Linked DNA regions of Mus musculus: regions 1 and 2 are each linked to region 3. The links are chromatin contacts, called in public HiChIP or PLAC-seq and promoter capture Hi-C maps. All regions are on one chromosome and are shown on one strand. The core of a region is the stretch at or near the end of the contact, and the rest is flanking DNA. Distances in the headings are between cores, read along the strand shown.

Region 1 (3,507 bases), core at 590-3,089, 1.6 Mb after region 3:
TTTTGTATGGTCTGGGATTTAAACTCAGGTTGGCAGGGTGTCACGACCAGAATTTACCCACTGAGGGATCTCACTGGCCTGTCTTTTCCTTTTTGTATAAAGTAAGTTTACTGTGTTTCTAAGGTGAACCTTTGAAAGTTTGGGCACCAAAGTGCCCAGTATTGTGTGTAGATTTGGGGGTCCAATATAGGTATAAAAAATAAATGGAAAACATCATGATTTCTAATATTATATTCATAACATATGAAAACATATACTTTCATAATTATTAATAGAAGTAGAAATCTGAATTATGCTGTAGATTCATGTGCTATAAGCAAAATAATAGGATGGTGAATCCCTATCAACAGCTTGACAATAATGACAAGGAGCACCGCAGTTGGCTGAATCATGCAACTCCACTTCACCCCCTGAAAACGAATTCCTTTTGTGGTTATGTTTGCAACAAAGTAACAATTCACGTTAAATGAGGTCCTACAGATGGAGCTGATTTCATAGGCTTAGCGTCATTCTAGGAAGAGACACCAGGGGGCACTCTTCTTCCCTCGTTCCTCCTCTTTCCTCCCGTTTCCCCTGCAAGGTGGAAGGCAGCCATTTGCATGCAAGGGAGAGAACCTCGCCAATACTTTGCTTGTAGCCTTTCCAGCCAACAGAAACGTGTGAGAGAAATTCCTGTGGTTTGAGTCACTCACTGTATGGCGTTTCGCTCTGGCAGCCTACCCTGACATTAAATTGTTTATTGAGCCTCCACACCAGGAGTGTTCCTAGTGCTTGCCCAGTACTGATTCATCTAGGCAGGACGCTTGCTCTATGGAGTCTGCGTCCCCTACATCCTCCTAGGTAAGGGAACTGAGGGACTGGGAGATTGGCAATCTTTCCAAACAACTATAGCAAAAAAATCCATAAAAACAAGCAAACAGAAAAACCCTTTAAGCCAGGATCAGACCCAGTCCCTTTGAGTCTAAAACACAGGCTTTTAAGCACTTCTTTGTATTATTAAAGTTAACAAAAGAGCTCTGATATTTTTTATGGAAGTATCTATTTAAATTAAAAGAGTGCTGTATTATAAAATAGGGGGTTAGTAATGATGTTGAACAGCTAATTTTCCTCCCTCTGCCTCCTAAGTGCTGGGATTGCAGGCGTGTGCTACCATGCCTGGTTCTATGCAGTGCCAGGATGGAGCCCAGGGCTTCCCATGTGTGAGGCAAACCCTGTACGAAGAGGGCTGCGGGCCACCACCCAGCCCATGGTCTCATTTTTAAAGGAAGGCACCTGCACAGATGTCAAGCGTTCTGTTTGTCAATAGTAAAGAAAGCAAGGAGATGAGCATTGTTGATCTAATAAGTCTCTGTGCCAGACACCACAGAAGATGAGAGAAACCTAGAAGCACCTGCTTGCTCTACAATGTTCCAGACATGGGTGGGAAGGATCAGGAGAGACATGAGAATTGTTACAGCACCAAGAAGGGAGCAAACTCTATGACAGGGATGACCGCGGGGCACAGGAGCTCTTTGAGGAGGTGACATTTCTGCTAACACTGGAAGTCTGGGAAGAAACTTTCTACATGGAGAGAGAAGCGCTGAGGACTCGCCCCATACCATGTCTGTAGAGCCCAATACTGCTGGGTATACAGTGGGTGCTTAACCAGGCAATGTTTCACAAGTGGATATGAACTTCCAGGTCGCGAGGCTGAACCTGCCCGCAGGCTGAGTTCACGGTCACTTACTTGGCAGCTGGAGTCTTTCACGTTACTTTCTTCCGAGCGGGGGATCCCTTCGCTCGATCTCACTGACTACAACAACAAACAGACAGTATCCTTTCAGTAACCACAGCAACGGTGCACAGGTGCACGCACGACGACGATGACAATGACGACGGTGAACCCCCCTCATTTATCCTTGATATTTAGGATACAGACAGGAATGGAAAGGGGTCACTCGGAGAGCTGGGGCTGTGTCATCAGAGTCTGCTGAATTCAAGTATTAGCGTCCCGAAGGAACAACAATCAATCAAACAAATAAATGAAATAAAAATTATATATGAGCTAAATAGACATTTGCTCCTGTCTCCCCAGGAAAACACTTGTAAACCCAGCATTTAGGGGCGGGGGCAGTAGGACTATGAGATAGCCTAGGCTAAATGAGATCCTCTTTCAGAAGAAGGAGGGGAAGAAAGTAATGTTGGAAGGAAAAGGAGGTTAGAGATATGAGTGAATGAATGAATAAATGAATGAACTTGCCTGCTAACTTTTTTTTTTTTTTTTTTGCTACTTTTAGGCAGTGGAGGAGAGTTGAGTTAATGAGCACCCATCCTCCATCCTTTAGCGCCCCCTAGAGCCAGTGGCTTCCTCAACAGGGCGGTACCTAGTCAAATCTGCATCTTTGATTCCTTCAACCAGGTGAGCTAAGCAACCGGTTCCAAAGGTGTGGCCACAGGCCCAGAGGCACCAGACTCACCAGGGGACTCGTTAGAGAGATGTAAGTTCTTCACATCTGCTTAGATCCAGATCCACAGAATCAGAAACTCTGGGCCTGGGGCTCAGCCACCCGTGTTTAACAAGCTCCTCAGGGGGCTCTGAGCTGTGCTCTAACTGGCCACAAACTGTGCTGGTGCGCTCAAACTCCCACGTGACGTGAGGATGCGCGCTCATTGGTTAGTATCATCTCCTCCCAGCTGCTCAGGAAGCGGGGACTCCCAACTGCACCGCTATCAACTGGGATGTTCTCTTAGCAGACAGCACACACTCACAGAGCACAGCACAGCTCAGAACACTTCATCCTGATAACATGAGAGGCGGGTCGGGAGCTGGCCGGGTGGCTAAAGCACCTTCCATGCAAGCGGCAGGTGTGAAGACAGAGCCCAGACCCCAAGAGGCTGGGTGGGCATGGCGGCCATTTGTGATTCCAGTGCACTGGAGGAAGGTGGAAACAGGATTCCTGGCTAACATAGGCTAGTTGTATCTGAGAGCCCCTGGTTCAACCAAGAGACCACACCCTTAACACGTAAGGAAGACTCTCAACATCAGCCTCAGGTGCACATGTGCACAGGTACAGGCAAACATATATAAGCACACATACCAGACACGCACGACAAAGAAAACCTTACAGGAGCTCAAATGCATTCTGAGGGATTAGTGTTAGATGCTGCTCTTCAGTCTGAGAGATGACGCTCAAAGTGTCAGAGGAAAGGATCAGGAGGTGGGGCCTTACTGAAGGAAGTATGTCAGTGGGATGGGCTTTGAGGTTTCAAAAGCACAAGCCAATCCGTTTGTCTGTCTCTGTCTGTTTCTCTCTGTCTCTGTCTCTCTCACCCCCTCTCCCTTCCTGTGTCCTGTGGTTATGTATGGGGGCTCAGCTGCCTCTCCAGCACCATGCCTGTCTGTGTACCACCACGCTCCCCATCACAATGGTTACAGACTAACCATCTAACACACTGTGAGCCAGCTCCCGGTCAAGTGCTTCCCTTTATGGGTTGCCTTGGTCACGGTGTCTCTTCACCGCGAGAAAC
Region 2 (3,279 bases), core at 515-3,014, 1.1 Mb before region 3:
CAAGGAGAACTCGGGTCCTGAGGCTGGGTGTTCGGGTGTGTGGGTCAAGGACCCAGCCGAACAGACCAAACACCCAAGACAAGTGGAAAACCAAACATACAGACTGGAAACCTAAGGCGAGGCCAATCCTCACTGACCTAGGACCCAAAGAGAAAAAGCAAATGGTCCTATGTCACGTGCCACTTAGCGCTGAAAAAGCATCAATCGCATGCCAGCCAGGGCAGGGAGCCAAGGGGGTAGTGGCCTCAGCCCCACCCAGGCCAGGGCTGTGTGCCCTGTAGCTGCCCAGCCAAGGGAGCGGATAGAATGTTGAATAACAAAGCCAACTCCTGGAGACTCTACCCTGGCTGAGGGGCCTCAAGGCTGGCTGTCATCTGACCCTGGATGCACAGGCATTTCCGCAACCCCTGGGGATACCCAGCCAGGCAGTGAGATTGCTGAGGCTCCCTGAGAGCGGGTTGGAGCCAGTGCCAGTTAGGATAAGAGCATGTCAAGAAGCAAAGAAACCAGAGAGGGGACCTGGCTTTGGGGGAAGGGGTGGAGCCAGGGAAAGGGGCTCCGGGTGGTGATAAGTGTATCCCACAAAGTCCTAATGGGCAGCTAGTGTGTGGGTGTGGGAGAGGACAGAGCCAGACTCAATAGGGTCTGAATCGCTGCCGAGAATCTACCAGTAAGAGGTGAGGGCTGCCGGTCCCAATGGGAGGGGGAGGGGATAAGTTCACTGCAGCTACTGAAGCAGGGACCATGATGGAGCTTATGGGAAGAGCGCCTGGGATATTTTGCAGCTGAAATCCAAATCGGGGCCCTAGAGGCTAGAGAACTGTTAGTCCCAGAAGGGGGGTTAGTTTGCAACCCACGGTCTTGGAAAAAACGCACAGAGTGTAGACTCGTAACGTGGGGGTCCTAGGACTGCGTGTGAGTTTAGGTGGCTAAGGGCAGTGCCTGCGACTGAGATGTCTAAGGCTTCGCGCTGCCTGAGAACCGGAAGCCTTGGACTGGGATTTAGGAAGACAAGGCAGGCCAGGGTGGGGTTCCTAAACTGCCCAAGGTGCCCTGGGGCTAGGACTCTGGATGCGCAGGTGCATTGGGGCTGTTCCTAAATCTCTGCAACCCCAAAGCCTCACGGCTCGGAGTAGGAAGGGGTTTAGTTAGGGTCCCAAGATCTAGGGGTGCTCTTTGCAAAGTTGGAAGCCCTGGAGTTCCGCTTTGGGTGGAAGCTGGGATTAGATTGGGGGCAGGGTTAGGATGGGGCTAGGGTTCGGATGGAGTGCGGTTCGGATCCAAGGGCGTCCAAATGGGCTGCTGGAGTTCGGATCTGGGTAGAGTTCAGATCTCGGCATTTCGGATGGGCTGGGGTTTGGATTCGTGGGGGTTCGGACGGGTTGGGTCGAAGTGAGGTTCGAATAGGTTGGGGTTCTAATCCGTGGACTCAGGATGGGTTAGGGTTCGAATCCGGGGACTTCGAATGGGCTAAGGTTCGGATCCAGAGGGCTCAGATGGGTTAGGGTCCAGGTGTTCGGACCGCCTGGGGTTCGGTCGGGGCGGGCCCGGCGCCGAGCACCCATCAGATCGCAGGCCCTCCATCCGTCCTACCTGGCGAGTAAAGCGCCGCCAGCTCACGGGCTCCCGCGTGCTGTGCGCCCCAGCGCCGGCCCTCCGCCGTCTCGTCCTCGTCCAGCTCCGGCTGCCGGCCCGGCGCGTCCTCGGCGCCCGCCATGGCCCGTCGCCCGGCCCGCCCGCTGCGCTCTGCCTGCAGCGGCGGCGGCCGCGGAACCGCGGCGATATCACGCCGCCCAATGACCGGCCGGCGCGGGGCGCGGCGGCCGGGGCGGGGCGTCGGCGGGGCCCCGCGTCACAGCCAATCGGAGCCCGCGCCCGCGCCGCGCCCGGCCAATCGCAGGCCTTCGGGCCTCAGCCAACCGCGGCGCCGGGGGGCGGGGTCGCAGCTGGACGCAGCTGGACGCGGAAGGCAGGGTGGATGTGCGCGTCCCCGCTGCGCCCCGCGAACTCGCGTACCGCGCTGGAGGCAGGGAGTACGCGCTGCGAAGCGCCTACGGAGTGCATGGCTACTGCAGATCGTGCATTCGCTAGGAAGCTGCTGGACGGGGCAGCACATCGGCTGCACGCGCTAGGTTTCATTTCACTACCCAGGAGTGTCTCGCGTTCGAGGCCAGCCTGAGCTACATTGCAAGACTCAATCACGGAACATAAGAAGTAATATTGCCTTCTGAGAGGCCGCTCGTGACCACCTGCTGGGGTGCCCCCTCCTCTGGTCACTGTGACATCACCCTCACGCTACTCAGAGCTTGTCAGGAGTAACTGTCTCTCTATCAGGAAAGGAGCCCCTGAGGGCAGGGACTCTGCCTGGGCCAACAGCTGACAGATTTTAGGAGAGGTTGAATGAATTCCGGGTCAGAGAACGTGCTTCTGTCTTTAAGGCATTAGCATTAAGAGAGCTAAAGGCTTATGTAAAGTCCTTAAGGGATGATAAACAGCGTCCACCCTGGGGCTGCAAGACTGAGAGGTGCCTGGGGCCCGCAGAGGGAACTTAAGATCTGAAGAATTTTTCCAAGGCTCCATCTTCGTTCTTCTCTAAGATTTAAGCTTCATATTTCTCAGCTGCCAGCCTCCCCAGGCTATCTCCTCTTCCCTCAGTGCTCCTTTCCTGGGTGGTCTCTGTCCGTTCCAAGCTCCTTCTCTGTCTCCTTACGTCTACTCAAAGGAAGAGCCACTCGGATGGCCGCGTCAGGCTGTAGCCCAAGTCCTTCCTGTTCCGATGAAGGTGACAGCCTGGCACTTGTATTAACTGCGCGATTAGATTTGGGGTGTCAGGGGTTCTGCTGAACTTGCTGTGGCAGGTGCTGGGTCTCAGACCCTCCCAAACTGCGCCTGTTAGCAAGAAGGCTAGGGTTGCAGATTAGGGCTGGAGATCCCAGAGGCCAGGACATCCTGATTGACAGACAAGACGGGTAGTCAGAACTAACTCTCTCTCACCGTTATTCAATTCACAGAGCACCAGCTTGGCCCTATGCAGAGTCTCTGAGATTTGCTGGAAATGACCAGGGAAGTCTCTTTCTGTAGTTTTTTTGTTGTTTTGTGTGCATGTGTGTTCTTGAGTGTCCATGTGTGGTCAAAGGGCAACACTTGGGCGTTGGTTGGCTTGTTCCTTCAACCGTGCAAGTCCAGGGGAGCAATCTCAAGGGTTCCAGCTCGGCAGTAGTTTTTTTTTTTTTTTTCTTTGTCTTTTGTTTGTTTTTTCGAGACAGGGGTTTCTCTGTG
Region 3 (3,413 bases), core at 236-2,735:
AAACTCGTTAAGTTTGGGAAAAGTAGGATCCCACTCCGGGGAAAACAGGAGCGCCCAAGCAGAGCGCGCAGAGTCCGCACACCGCCCACCATCCGCGGAGAGCTGGAATCGAGCGGGAGGCCCAGGGGGACTCCCTCCTCCCAACGTTCCCGGTTTCTTCGGCGACAGCACGGCGGGCAGGGACGAGGGGCTCGCCCGCAGCTCCCGGCCGCGCTGAGGTCCTGAACTCCGTGGAGGCTCAGGCCGGGTCAGCCGCAACCCGACCTCTCCCCTTTCACCTCCCGGGCGTGTGCTGAGCAGTGCCGCCCGGGGGATCCGTGCAAAAAAATAAATAAAGGAGCGGGGGTGCGCCCCAGAGGGGGTGACCATGCACCCGCTGCCCGGGCCCCGGCCCGCACCCTCCCGCTGGCCGCGGTTATTTTTAGATAGTCGGAAATCAAAGATGGCTGGAGGTCAGGCCCCGAAAGGTTAGGGCGAGGACCGGCAGCAGGCGCCGTAGCCCCCGGGAAAGGCGGAAAGAAAAAAAAAGGTAAACAAAATATCTAAAATTACAAAAAAATAAAAGTTCCCTTCCTCCGAAAGGGAACTAAGCCCAACAGCCTCCCCCGCCCTCTGCGCTGTGCGGGTGGCCCGTACCCCGGCCTGGGGGTGGGGAGAGGTCGCGCCCCCTCCCCCCACTCGGCCTGGGAGGGGCGCGTGCAACAGATCGCCCTCCTCGGGGGGTCCCCCAGAGGTGCGCCCCTCCCCCAGGGGCCCCCAAGAGGGTAGTAGAGAGGGTGGGGAGACTTGGGGGTCTCTTTCTTTTAAAAGCGGCGCCACTAGAGAGGGGGTGAAGGAAGCCCAAGTTACCGGCGTAGGTGGGTGCTTATGTATCCAAAGGAGGGAAACCAATTATGGGACTGTGGACGAGGAGAGAGAAGTTGGAGGGAGAGGCAGAATGTGGAATCAACTTTACAATAAGAGGGAGAAAACTAGGGGGATTTGCAAAGGGGTGGGCGGGTTGAGGCTCCCTCCGAGGTGGGGGATTGAGGCTCCCTCCCTCCGCATCTCTCCTTTCCTGGAACAGAGTCCGGAATCCCCATTCCAGAATCGGCTCCCGGAACCCGCGCCCTCGAGGGACGCGCGGCAGTGCTAGGAGCGCCCTCCCGGGACGCACGGACAGTCGGGCGCACGGACGTGGCCGCAGCCGCACTCACCGGGTTCCTCCGCCGCCAGCGCCTCGGCGAGGTCGGGGCTCGGTAGCTGCTGAGGCTGCTCGCCCTGGCCCTCCTCCCAGTTGATGTGCTGGGGCTTCGCCTGCTTGCGCCTCGACATGGTGCGCGCATTGGGGCGCCGGGAAGAGCCCTGGTGACTTGCCCCCTCTCCGCCACCAATTCCTGGAGTTGGGAAATTTTAGCCCCCTTCGGCCGAAACGCGCATGTCCCAGTAATTATTATTATCAATAATGCATTGCGATTTATCATGAGCTCTGACAGCTGATTGGCCTGGGTCCAAGACCTCAGAGATCATTTAAATAAGCCCTCATTGATCAGGGAGGGGAGAGGCATGCTGGGCCTTGTAGTCCGGCCCTACATGTGACAAAGGCGTGTTCATCTAGGAAGCATAGCTAATTAGCATCCGGGCTCAGATTGGCCGAGGCGTGGATCGACTTGGAGGTGGGGGGAATCATCCTTGCGGCCACTATCCGAATTCTGAGACGGAAAAAGGAAAATTGGTTTATTGAAAATCAGGGCTGGACATGAAAGTTCTAGAACCGATGTATCTCGGTTACGCGCTCCACAAAATTATTGTAGTAATTGGCGTAGTTGATAACTACCAGCTGAGAAAGGTCTTTCCGCTCACAGAAAAATAAGTCGGTTCAACTTTTCCCTCTAAAATCAAACCTGAACAAGAGACTCGAGTCCCTTTTCAATTTTCTTTTTACGGAAATGTTAAAACTGCGTTTTGAAGTGGCCGGTGGTACCTTCTGTCCATCCCACCTCCCCATCTTACCTAATTTCAAGCTCTTCCGAACCCACCAGGGTTTGCATCCTTAAAATGCTGAGTAATACTCGCGGGATTCATATTCACGAGCCAGGATTTGTTGTAAACTTCCTGGATTTTCGGAAGCACTTCTAAACCACTGTCTGCTAACTGTAGAAAGGGCAGATGAAAAGCAAACTTGCTAGAAAACAATTCCAGAATAGCAAGTGGTTGCAGATTCTATCCCTAAAGCTGTTCAGGGCTCCCAAAAGGTACGAGGGTGTTTGTACTTAACTGCTTTCTAGAACACTGCAATACAGAACTGACTTACAGAAAAGCCACTTCCTCCTGAAGTTGTGTGGTCCTGATTCGGGAATGCCTAGAATTTCCTAAAAGGGTGTGTATGGATATAAAAATTTATTTCTCAAATCTACCTAAGTTTAATTGGCTAACTTCCTTGCAACAGTGTCTGAGCTCAGTGTTGAAGAAGTTCAACTAACTGGCCAGCCCCCTCTGTGGCCTTCCCATGGGACCTGTGGACAGCTAGATCCTTATTTGACTTTGCCTTCATTATGAGAGACTGGGCAGACATCAGCCTCTCCTCCATCTTTCTGCTTTGCATTTTCTTGATTAGCTATTTGTCGTTTCCTGCTTCTGAGAGGCTGGTGAGGAAGGAAGCGGGAAACAGGAGCCTGACCTCATGAGCATGCTCACCTGTGCCTGTGGACAACCCAGAGCTGAATAAGTCAGCTGGACCACAGGTTTGATATGCGTAGCTAGCACTGAGCCCTTACAGAAATGCCTGCTTTCCAGTTCTGGTCTTTCTTCTGCAACGTAGCTTGAATTACTTCGAGCGCAACATCTAAAAGAAATAGGACAGCCCCTCCTGCCAGCCAGGGTGGCGGCGTGGTGGCCTTGGCGGGGAAGAATCTGTTTTCATGCTGCATAAAAGCACTTGAAGATTCTGATACCGAGTCAGAAGGCAAATTAACACCTGCCTTCTCGCTGACTAATCTACCAATATTCTCCACACCTTTCTGGGAAAGGAGCAGAGCAGGCGCTATAACTCACAAATCTGAAGGAATGTACAGTTTACAACTCAAGAAAGATGAGCCCTTTAAGGGAAGCATTGTGTAATATGGTTCTGTTCCTTTATCTAAGTTAGTGATAGTTAGGGCATAGCAGCTCTATCTGCCCTGGAATGAGGTGGGGACCCTTCGGCCACGTCAGTCAGGATAGTAATAAGGAGATGATGAAGATAGCTTTCATAAGGCCAAGGTAGGAAGATCTCAAGTTGGAAGGGAGGCCCTGTCTTTTAGAGAGAGAGAGATTAGGAGGAGGAGAAAACAGAACAATAGTTTTTTTATTTCATTTTAGTTTTAGTTTTTGGGGGATTTTTGTTTTGTTTGAGACACAGTGTCTCACATTGCACAGATGGCCTTCAGATCCTG

The links. Promoter capture Hi-C pulls out the DNA fragments that hold promoters and counts their contacts. HiChIP or PLAC-seq counts read pairs in DNA pulled down with a chosen protein or histone mark.
Region 1: a contact with region 3 is called in an H3K4me3 HiChIP or PLAC-seq map of embryonic forebrain, with 7 times the contacts expected there. The contact joins the promoter of Bcas1os2 here to the promoter of Sall4 in region 3. A contact is called at or near these places in 2 of 39 promoter capture datasets (hippocampal neurons and pre-B cells) and 1 of 115 datasets of contacts at active chromatin or transcription factors (embryonic forebrain).
Region 2: a promoter capture Hi-C map of cranial neural crest shows a contact between it and region 3. The contact joins the promoter of Tmem189 here to the promoter of Sall4 in region 3.

The regions. Positions count from the first base shown.
Region 1 is chr2:170,354,522-170,358,028 of GRCm38.p6, forward strand. It overlaps Bcas1os2 (breast carcinoma amplified sequence 1, opposite strand 2), which reads left to right and starts at 1,840. Exons shown (of 8, transcript NR_040610.1): 1 at 1,840-1,877; 2 at 2,277-2,398. It overlaps Bcas1 (breast carcinoma amplified sequence 1), which reads right to left. Exons shown (of 13, transcript NM_029815.2): 11 at 1,727-1,792.
Region 2 is chr2:167,659,780-167,663,058 of GRCm38.p6, forward strand. It overlaps Tmem189 (transmembrane protein 189), which reads right to left and starts at 1,765. Exons shown (of 6, transcript NM_145538.2): 1 at 1,594-1,765. The coding sequence starts at 1,717.
Region 3 is chr2:168,765,716-168,769,128 of GRCm38.p6, forward strand. It overlaps Sall4 (spalt like transcription factor 4), which reads right to left and starts at 1,486. Exons shown (of 4, transcript NM_175303.4): 1 at 1,197-1,486. The coding sequence starts at 1,314. It overlaps Gm14261 (predicted gene 14261), which reads left to right and starts at 428. Exons shown (of 2, transcript NR_166178.1): 1 at 428-529; 2 at 1,067-2,395.